Linked DNA regions of Sus scrofa: region 1 is linked to region 2. A link is a contact called in public Hi-C data. All regions are on one chromosome and are shown on one strand. The core of a region is the stretch at or near the end of the contact, and the rest is flanking DNA. Distances in the headings are between cores, read along the strand shown.

The links. A called contact is a pair of places that touch in the nucleus more often than the background predicts.
Region 1: a Hi-C map of liver shows a contact between it and region 2, with 5 times the contacts expected there. The contact joins two enhancer-like sites. A contact is called at or near these places in 3 of 5 promoter capture datasets (fetal liver, fetal skeletal muscle and liver), 7 of 47 Hi-C or Micro-C datasets (embryonic fibroblasts, liver, mesenteric adipose tissue and 3 more) and 2 of 2 datasets of contacts at active chromatin or transcription factors (alveolar macrophages and skeletal muscle).

What each region holds. Positions count from the first base shown.
Region 1 is chr6:98,180,268-98,185,745 of Sscrofa11.1, reverse strand. No RefSeq gene overlaps it. Among named protein-coding and RNA genes, the nearest start is that of VAPA, 71 kb to the left of the region's middle. Within about 2 kb of position 1,850, at least 1 of the 83 cell types and tissues checked has an H3K27ac peak or open chromatin away from gene starts, as enhancers often do. A contact at or near this core is called in liver, where this site is marked.
Region 2 is chr6:97,978,869-97,984,352 of Sscrofa11.1, reverse strand. LOC106508392 (a long non-coding RNA gene) reads right to left here. Exons shown (of 3, transcript XR_002344996.1): 2 at 1,800-1,867. Among named protein-coding and RNA genes, the nearest start is that of NAPG, 6.6 kb to the right of the region's middle. Within about 2 kb of position 2,547, at least 3 of the 83 cell types and tissues checked have an H3K27ac peak or open chromatin away from gene starts, as enhancers often do. A contact at or near this core is called in liver, where this site is marked.

The DNA.
Region 1 (5,478 bases), core at 601-3,100, 200 kb before region 2:
GATCCTGGTTCCCTGGCTCCTTAAGCAGCAAGAACCTTCCACAGGAACCCGACAAATGAAGAAGCCGCATTATTTCTCACACTGGGGTAAAGGGGACTGATGACCGGTGCACACCACCATGTGGGAAGGCCCGTGTCTGGGGGTGAGAGCAAGAAGCACTTTATGTAAATATCAGTTGGGGAAGTTTCCAGCCCTTATTCAGGAGAGTCTTGGCCCCTAAAATGGCCTCCGTCTGGCAGTCAGGTGAGCAGGTTGGAATTTTAGCTTGAATGTCTGAGGGATCTCCCTTCATCGTCAGCTCCCTTCTCACCCTGATTTAAATGCAGGAACAGCCCAGAGAACAGGTGAGTCAGAGTGAGATGTCAGAGCCAAGCCACTGGTCAGATTCAGGCTCTGCCCCTCTGAGCTGTGTGACTCTGAGCAAGTGACTTAACCTTTCTGGGCTTCTGTATCCTCATGTTTAAAGGCTGCTGTGAAGATGAAAGACATTTAAATATGTAAATTTGTGACGCATTCAGAGCTTTGCTTGGCCCAAGTCAAGTGTGTTGTGTAAGGCGGGGTGTGTTTGGGGACCCCTACAGATGATGCCAGTCCTCTCCATGGAATGACCCTAGAAGAGGTGAACCTTGGGACTCACCTCACCTGGGCATCTCCCTGTGATACCTGCCTCTGTGGTCCAGCCCCTCCCCAATCTCTGGAGCTGACGAGCAGTGGAATTCTGCAAACCAGATGAGGTCACTGCCTTCTTTCTCATGCACCAGGATCCCAGATGGATAAACTTTTTTTTTTTTTTTAAATCCACTTGTATTTAGTACTCAGTTTAAAAAAAAATTATGTCAATAGCTTTATTGGCTCAAGATCAGCAAAAGAAAAAAGGAGGAAGAAGTTTGCCTTTCAACAGAGTGGTCCAAAATGCTGAAAGTTTCCCCCCTAAAGGCTTATTTATGGCTTTCTTTTCGGAATTCTTTCCTTTGGTGGTTAAGACATGCACAGCGTCTTTGAAGTGGGCCAGACATGTTTTCTGCATCTGTGGTCTCTCTGCAGGGCTGGTTCAGATAAACCAGTTTCCTTATGGTTTTCAGCCATCGGTGGGGGGAATCAGTGTCTCACAGGACTGTGCACACGATTTGATCACCTTGGACAAATAAGGGGATTTCACAGGTGGACCCTCGCCATACCCCTTCCCCCCGTCCTGGGAGAGGTGGTCATGGGCAGCATTTTCTGCAGGCTCTGTGATGGGGGTCCCTCTCAACATCGCCCTCATCCTGTCTGTTGTGACATTGCGTCTGTGTCAGAAGCTGCTATGCATCGGTTATGCACTCGAGCAAGCAAAACCCACAGCCCAAAGAGAGTGCAGACGTGACGGGATGCCTGTCCTGTCAGACCCACGACCCCAGAGGCAGCCTCCGCCTCGGGGATTCCATCCCACCATGGTTACAGGTCAGTTCCAACTGCAACTTAACAGTGACTGATCCAGTCTCTGCTTTCCTCCTCAGAGCAGATGCATGATGCCGTAATTACATGTTGATTATGTGTGATAACACAGGAAGTACAGCCAGCACACAGGAGGCCTTCAGGAAAATTGATTGTTGAGACTTTGATGATCACGTGCAGCTTGAAACGGATTTTGGAGAAAAGCAGCCTCAGAGACCGCACCCCTGATTTTCCTCTCCTGCAGTCTCGTCCAGGCCTGTTCCTTCCCCGAGTCAACATTCCTAATGCTCCGTCTTATAGAAAAATTCTGACCCACAGTGGGTTCCACCCAGTGTCTCTCCGTCCCTACAGAGTCAATGTCCCAGAGGTTGGTTTTGTTGCCTTTTCTTCAACCTTTGCCTCCACCGCAGTGTGCTGCCACCAACAGCCACTGAAGCCCTGGCTGCACCCGAGTTGAGCTCTGGGCTTCCCTCCTGCTCTGGGTCATGTGCTCCGTGGCCCCGCGGGTGGCCACTGCCCTGTTCTGAAGGGCAGCAACTGGGCAGATGGTTAGCGACCACTGAAACTGCACCAGTGCACCACGAAAATAGATTGTTTAATTTGAATTATATAAAATTTAAATTTGAATGGTCATTGAAAACCTTTTCAGTATGGCTGCAGCTACGTGGGTCTGTGTGGCTAGTGTTTTCATCTGTGTGTGCTCTGAAATGTACATTCAGAGCAAGCATTTCTGAAGAAAATGTAGTGTCTGAATGGAGATGGGCCGAAGGGTAAGATACACGGTAGGTTTCTGCGATCTGTTTTAAAAAGAAGAGTGTAAAATCTCTCAGTATTTTCTATTTGATTGCATTTTGAATTCATAATATTTTGGCTACATGGGGTTAAGCACAATTTATTATCAAAATAATTTGTACCTGTTTTGATTTTTTTTTTCATTTTTTGGTTGCACCTGTGGCATGTGGAAGTTCCTAGCCCAGGGATCAAACCCACGCCACGGCAGTGACAACACCAAATCCCTAACCCATTGAGCCACCAGGGAACTCCTTGATTTTCTTTTAAGGTGGATGCTAAACAGAACCTCTGAGGCTGGCATTTCATTTTAGTCTGGACGGTGCTGCTATGGGCCAACTGCTCCAGGAAGTTCTCTGCTCCCTTGGCATCCATGCCGGCCCCTCCTTGTCTCTCTGACGTCTTTCTGTCTCTGATGTCTTTCTGGGTGCAGGTGGCCTCCGCAGCACTCCTCAGTGCTGGGGCTTCCCAGGGTCTGTCCTCTGTCGTGTTCTCTCGCTGCACGATCCCTTCCTCCTTCCCCTTTGCTGGAGCGTGGACAGCCCCTCACATTCACCTGAGACTCTTTGCAGGATGATTCCAGTAGAATATTCCCGGGATATGTCACCTCAGCCTGCCCCAACCTGCTCCACCCCCTGGCCTCTGTGTCACGGTCCCCTCCCAGTATATGTGCCATCATCATTTGTGCTGGAGACCAGGGCCAGACTAGGGCCCCCCTCATGCCCCACTACCAGATCCTGGAGACCCCAGCTTCTCTTTTCTAGGTGAGCTTTGATGGCCTCTTCTTGCCTGCGCCAGGCCTGGTCTCCCTGTCCCCTCCCTCCTTGTCCAGGCTGCAGATCCAGCCGGAGTGAGGCGTCCAAAATGCCCCCTTCCAGGGGTGCTGACTTAGTATAAAAACTGTTAAATGCTGTTTTCTTGAACCATGTTAATTCACTTTTGAAATGGAGTTGTAATTGACATATAACACTATACCGGTTTCCCATGTACAACACAGTGATTCGATCCTGGTGCTTCTGGCAAAATGGTCACACAGTAAGTCTAGTTAGTATTCATCACCACACAGTTACACATTTTCTTCTTGTGATGAGCACTTTTAAGATCTGCACAGGTAGCAACTTTCAAGCAATAGGAATTATTCCCTGGGGTCACCCCACTGTCCACTCCATCCCTAGGACTCACTTATTTTCTACCTGGGAGTCTGTACCTTTTGACTACCTCCACCACAAAATGCTCTCTGATGTGCTGAGTACCCAGCATGAGGTCTGAAGGGTGGACAGGAGGACAGAGGGGCACAGGTAGAGTCCAGATTTTCATCCCAAGCCCCAAGACAGTGCAAAGCTCTTCCTCTGCCTTTCCACCTGTGTCTGTCAGATCTTCTCACCCTCACTCCAGTCCCCCGTGTTCCAGGCTGCTCCCTGCTTTGTGCAACCGGCTCCCTCTGCCCCGGGAGCCCCTCCTGCCACCACCTGTGACACAGCGCCCGCTCTAGGGCAGGGTCCTCATGGATGCCTCACTGAGGTTTCTCTCGGCCCCCATGAGGCGAGTGGAGAGCACATTCCTGTTACCCATGTCACTTAGCACCGTGACCTCCCGGCCTGGCCATAGACAACTGCACATTAAGATTAAAGCTCAAGTATGGCCAGATTGCAGTGGCTCTGACCCAGAAACTTGCTGCCCTGGAGTCTTCTTCGGCAGGGGGTCTCTGAGTCGGGGCTCCAGTGTACCTGTGTTCTCCTTCCTGCCCTGTGGGGTGACTCACTCGAGCCCCTCTACTCAGCGGCCACCATGGAGGGGTGGCCTGCGAAAGGTAGGAGCAGACAAGGGTACATGGTCTGCAGCCAGTTTTAAAATAGGGATAAAACCAACCAGAGGTCAGCCTGCTTTTTATCACCCTTGCCCTATGGTTCTAAACAGGCAGAAGCAGAAAGCTTCTTCCCACCAGGGCGGGTCTTGTACCCCTCTACTCAAAACCTTTCTTACAGCAACTTAGCCCACTGTCTGGTAATTTCTGACTTCTCTAAATCATGTATTAGGAATTCCTGTTGTGGCAGAAGGAGATGCCCTGTTGGTGCAGAGTGGGCGGGACCACCACTGCAATGCCATGAATGGACCCACTGGGGCTGGATGGGTCCCGTGTGACTGCAGGGTAATCATTTAAAGCCACACTTTTTTTTGTTTGTTTGTTTTTGTTTTTGGTCTTTTTTAGGGCTGCACCCACAGCATATGGAGGTTCCCAGGCCAGGGGTTGAATTGGAGCTGCAGCTGCCGGCCTACACCACAGCCACAGCAATGCCAGATCTGAGCCCCATCTGTGACCTACACCACAGCTCATGGCAACACCGGATCCTTAACCCACTGAGCGAGGCCAGGAATCAAACCTGCATAAATACTAGTCAGATTTGTTTCCACTGAGCCACGATGGAACTCCTAAAGCCACACGTTGAGAGTAAATGCCCTTGGCTTTGAAGGCCTGTCTTCCGTCGGCGAGGTCAGCTGCCAGAACATGAATCTCAGTTTCTCAATCTGTTAAGTATGGGTGGGGCAAGATTTGCTGACCAGATGAGAAATGAAGATTCTTTTATTCCTGTTCATATATCTCTAAAAACTTTCATGGAAGTTGGTGTGAAATAGGACATGGAGGAAAGAAGTCTTTCAAAACAGGCTTTGGCACCTGACCTGGACCTTAACCCAAGCTGGCTCCAGCCCTCCTGACAATCAGGCGTCCTCTTAGGCGCTGTCTGTGGGGTAGGTCCCAGTGTTGATGGACGACTGTGCATGTTTCACTGCAGGAGAAATCCTCGTGTGGTTGGATGGAGGAGCAAAGTGGTGGCTTTTTTACGCTCAGTGGGTGGAGGACGGCCAGCCCAGCGCAGGGTGAGCCTGAAGCCATGGCCCTCTGACTGCCTTGTGGGGGCAGCAGTCAGACCTGGCAGCTTGGGTTCCCAGGTGTCACTTTGTTGTGTGACCTGTGAGTCACCCACATGAACACGGCTGGATAAGCCCTGGTGCTGCTCCTGTCTGCCTCCCCACCGAGGCCTTCTTCCCTTCCTGGGAGGCCAGGCCTCCTGACTTCCGGCCACACATCAGCCCCAGAGGTCGATCACCCAGCTCTCTCAGCAGAGGAAGGGCCCCTCCCTGGAATAAGCCCCATCTCTCAGCGTGGTCTGTGGCTCCATGCACCTGGCTGGAACACACCTGAGCTATTTCGGAGAAGGCTCTGGGGAGGGAAGGTTCTGGCTTCCCTTCTCTTCT
Region 2 (5,484 bases), core at 1,298-3,797:
ATGGAGGGGAGCCATAGTTAATGTCGGGCTTTCCAGAAGCCAAAGAGGTAATGTGACTTAACATTTTTCAGAGGACTTGAACAAATGAATTGCTCAGGAAAAAGCAGAGAGATATTGTCCTTGGGAAAAAAATTCAGTAAATAAGAATCCACCAGTTTATTTCCCAGGACCTAGCACACTCATTTCATTGGAAGCTCCACAAGCTTTACATGCCCTCTGCTGAGCTGGGTGCTATGTATGTTAGAAGACACATAATGATGCCCAATGCCCGTGTTGCATTCTGCAGGTCTGCCCCACATCTAGCCCCAGTATAGAACTTTTTACTTAAATTTAAAACCCTGGGTCCATCTGAAGTTACCCTTCACTGGTCCAGGGAGCTTTAGAAAACATAATTTTCGTATTTGTGTGTACCTTTGAACTATGTGGCTTTCATGATCAATTGCTGTGTGAAACACAGGGGGCTTCCTTTCTTGGGCTTTGTGTAGCAAAAATGGACTTTCATCCTTCAGTTAAATCTAATTAAGGAACTGAAGTAACTTCCCATAAAAGTGAGAGGTTATTACGTGATAATGAAAGGCAGACTGTCTCCTGGTTACTCAAGTTGTAAACACAAGGTTGCATTCCCATCAAAGAGTCCTAATGATTTGTCCCCAGAGGGTTCCCATAATTATAGGATCCTATCATCAGGTGTTTCACTAAATGCCCAAACATGCAGTCTGCCCACAGAGGATGCTCCTCCAGGCCTATCCAAGTTCAAATCCCTAAGTTGCTCTACATTTTTATAGCAAAACCATTTTTATGCAACCTCCACGTGGAAGGGGCCCCGCTCTTTTTGTTTATCCAAGGATGTCCTTGCTTATCCTGCTGTGGGGAGGGGGTGAGGGAGGGCTGGCAATCAGGGAGCTCACCTAACTGTCCCCACCCCTGGTGAGTCTTGATGTGGCCAGCCCCACGACCTCTGCTCTCCACTGAAGGCAGTCCATGTCCTTCACCCCAGCTTGCTCATAAGATGTTTAGTAGTGGAGACTCATTTTGGGTTCTCTTCCCCTAGGATGCTTCCTGCCTGAACAGTCCACTCCTGATCAATTACATCAGCCCTTGGTGGCATTTCTTCCTGAAGAGTCAGCTTCAGCTGGCTCTCAGAGCCCAGGTATAATATCAGCAATACCAAGGGTAGAAGTTTTAGTTCACTCGGCCACAAATCACGTCCTTATACCACTCTGTCATTGATGGCTTCTCTCTCTTTCTGCAATTCTTCCTTGTTTTCTTACAGAGGGTTTTTTAAGTCCTCAATCCAGGCTAACTTCTATAGGAAATCCCTGCTCTGTCTAAGAGATGTGTGTGTTTCCGTGTGTGTGAGCAGGTGTATATGTAAGTGCCTGCGTGTGTGGGTGCGGGGGGGGGGTGGGTTGCATCACAAAGCTTTTTCTTTGTTTTACAAACTACTGTCCCAGGTTTTGCTGGGAGGTTCCTTCTTGGCTGGGTCACAGGCTGCTCCCAAACAGAAGGCAGTGGCCCCTGAATGAGTTCAAAGTGAATTTAGAAGAGTGTCCACACATCCTCCTCTCCTTCTGCACCAGCAAGAGCTGGGACCGAGTTCATCACCAGACACAAGCTGGGCACAGCTGGATGGGCTCTGTTCACTTTGTCAAAGTATTACGAAGCACCCAGCCCTTCCCTGGAACTGCTTACGATCCAAGAGTTAACCCAAATTAGACTCTTTCTCTGTTTCCAGTCACCCCCATCCTCCATTTCCTTCTCCCAGTAAAAGTGTTCCCCCAGTTCATCTTTATACTTACAATAGCCGATCACTCTGTACCCACATGGAATACCCATCATTCAGACACCGATCACTCTGAGGGACAGCCTTCAGATAGGAAAAATACCAGAGTTACCGAGACATTTATTTCCTCCTAATTCTATTATTATTATTCCTCAACCTCTCCTGCTAACTGCGCAGAATTCAGATGACCTGTGCCCGGGAGTATCCTCTGTTTGGGAGGTGGATCCTCAGGGCCTGGTCCACACCACCTGAAGCACAGGTGGACCTCATGACACCAGGTTCCCTGTCTCAGAGGCTCCCTTGTCCATTGGTGCATCCTGTTCCTTAGGACCTCATCCCCTAATGCTTTCCTGAGCTCTTTGAGATTACAGCTAAGCCCACCCTCCATAATCACCCCGCTGCTGCCCCCAACAGGTTCTATGTCCTTTTTTTTTTTTTTTTTTTTTTTTTTTCTTTTGTCTTTTTACGGCCACGCCTGTAGCATATGGAAGTTCCCAGGCTAGGGGTCAAATCAGAGCTGCAGCTGCCGGCCTAAATCATAGCCACAGCAATGCTAGATCCAAGCCGAATTTGCAGCCTACACCACAGCTCATGGCAATGCCAGATCCTTAACCCACTGAGAAAGGCCAGGGATTAACCCACGCCCTCAAGGATAGTAGTTGGGTTCTTAACCCACTGAGCCACAAAGGGGAACTCCAAGTTCTCTGTCCTTGGTAGCACTTCCCATATTTGTAATTTCTTAAATGTTATTTAATAGCCATCACTTCTGCTACCAAGTGAGTCCTCGAGGGAAGGGACCATCCTGCCAAGCCCCTGTCATGCCTGCATCATGGTCCCCAGTCCTTTGCAAACACATGCCGGGTGAGTAAGTATACACTGAATGTGCTGTCTGGTTTCTCTCACCAGCCATAAGGCCTGGCTTTATTAAAAACTGCCCCAGACAGAATTCAAAGTTACAGGCTATTACAAAATTTGAACGTAAACAGATTTCATCATAGCCCTGGCAATCAGGTCGCAGAACCCTGGCTTCACAAAACTGCTTTTTGATTCAACTCAGAATATTTGGTTCTGTCTAAAACATCTAGACTTTTTTTCTGAAGATGAATGTTACTTTCACTCTCCATCTAAAACTACTGTCAGGAGTAAAAGGTAATTATAAGGCCCCTCCATATGAAGACATCAATGCTTGCCAAAGAAACAGAAGGAATCCTTTCCCAAGGGGGCTGAAAAAATAATCTTGTCTGAGAAAATCACACACATGTAGTCCAAGCAACAATTGTGAGGGTCCACGGAGTTCACATCATGGCTCAGCAGTTAGCGAACCCGACTAGCATCCATGAGGATGTGGGTTCGATCCCTGGCCTCACTCAGTGGGTTAGGGATCTGGCATTGCTGCGAGCTGTGGTATAGGTCACAGATGCGGCTTGGATCCCGAGTTGCTGTGGCTCTGGCGTAGGCCAGTGGCTACAGCTCCCATTGGACCCCTGGCCTGGGAACCTCCATATACCGCAGGTGCGGCCCTAGAAAAGGCAAAAAGACCAAACAAACAAACAAACAAAACACCCCAATTGTGAGGATCCATGTCTTTTCTCATCAGTGCCTGAAGAGCAGGTAGCCGAAGCTGACCCCTGGGAGTCAAGAGAACCAGCTCAGCCAAACCTGACTTGGGATGGAGGACAGAGCAGAGGCAGGGGCTGTGCTTCCAATGAGGGCTTCTAGCCATAGCTGAAGAGTCTTGATAACTTGATAAAGGAAAAGCTAACATTACTAAGTCTTTCCATTTCTATACATTTGTATTTTTAATACATAAGATATATAAGATTATATGTCAGTAAGGAGGTTGATTTGAAAGCCTATTCTGAATATCAAAGATACACCCTGGAGTTTAAACTAGACATTGCCTGCTGGTCGGAATTTAGCTAAATTATAGGTCTAGCCTTGGTCTTGAATCAGGATGGCAGCATCAAAGTCCTACAGCTGTGAATGCTGAAGGTTCTGAAGACAGGCTCTGGACCTGAAGTGACAGCGGTGGTCCAGGGGTCCCTGCGGGCTCTCCCTGCAGCCACCCCCACCCCAGACTGGTCTTCCTCTGGTTTCTGCAGTGTCAGCACCAAGTCCCAGAAATGGGGGGAGTCAGAGTGAATCGTTGCCGATGTGGAAACTATTCGTGGAGGAGGACAAACTTCCCATCTGACCATGTCAATTCTCAGTGTAGATGACATCACAACTCACTGGTCCTTCTGTCCCCAGGACGTCACTTGGTGGATGGCACAAAGCCAGCTGGGGGCAGGAGCAGCCACGTGGGGAGTGTCCTTCCAAGGGTTATGGTCCAGTGGAGAGCAGGGCCTGGACACAGGTCAGCATGGGAGGCAGGGTCTGGCCAGGGGGAGACAAGGAGCTGTGTGCTGTGAGCCCCAGGGAGGTGGAAACAGGAGAAACCAGAAATGTGGAAAACAAGAAGAGGGCGTGGGGCGGAGCAGGAGCTGGGGAAGAGTGGGTGGAGGAGGCTGGGGCCCTGGAGGCCCAGGTGGAGCTGCCTAGAGCCCCTGGGGCAGAAGCTTTGGCGTCAGGCCCCAGCTTTGTGGGGGATGCGGAGTCTTGGCTGGAAGTCTCCCCTCCCTCATGTTTGCTTTTTGACTTTTGCTCATAGCTGTCTGTCCCTTTTCCAAGCAGCTGCAAAAACTGAAGGGAGAGCACATCATTCAAAGGTCTGTGTTACCTGGTGACTGTGGCTTATCTAGAGGCCCCCAGGTTGAGAGGCAGAGGTGGATTGTGAGAAACGTGACATCCTGGAGCAGAGGACCCTCCCCCCGAACTCTAGGCCGAGTTCCTCTTCCTCCATCACCTCTGGGCTGTGCCATCCTCGCCTTCCTCCTCCCCACATCCCCCCATCTCTGGGGGTGACAAAGCGCTGTCCCAGCCATCAGCAGAGCAGGTGGGGTCAGACAGGGCCAGGGGGTGGTTACCCAAGCCCTGGAATTGCTACCTTTTCTGCTGTCAGTGGGGACCTGCAGAAGCCATGGTAACCGCAGTATTTACCCGCTAGGGACATATTGCAGGGTGCTGATGAATTCCATAGAGATCAGAACAAGGCCAGTGACTAATCAGAAAGCAGGTGGACCAGCGGCACTGCAGGAGCTGGTGCCGGTACAGCAGGGGTGGACAGTGATGGGCCCAGGCTGGAGAGATTAGGGAGTTGGCATGTACTGTTTCTCGGGATTCTGTGCTAGATGCTCACTCCATTAAGAATGCTTCATTTCCTAATATCACCAGTGCCTTGCCAGCCATCATTGGAAGTGTTGCCTAAATACCTGTGACCTAAAGATAAGGTCTCTTGGGGGCTCTGGGGACCACGAGTGCTTGGGAAGCCCTGAGCCTGGCTGGGGGGTGCTCTCAACCCCACCCCCCAAGCCTGGGCATCAACTGCTGCATTGATGTTTCTCAGGCCACATGCCCTCATTACCCCAGTTGTGTTTAGTTGCCCATGGAGTGTGGGTGCTCAGGGGGATTTACGGGGAACATGAAGATCAGCACACAGCTGGGTGCGGTTCCTGGACGTGCAGCCTAGGGAGCCGTGGGGCTCTCCTTGCACCTGATGTGCTCAGGCTCTCGGGGATTTGCAGCCCCAAAGCCCTTAGCACCCACGTGGTTCAGCTGCCAGGGATTTCAGTGTCCCCTGTGAGCTGCAGAGTATCCTCTGC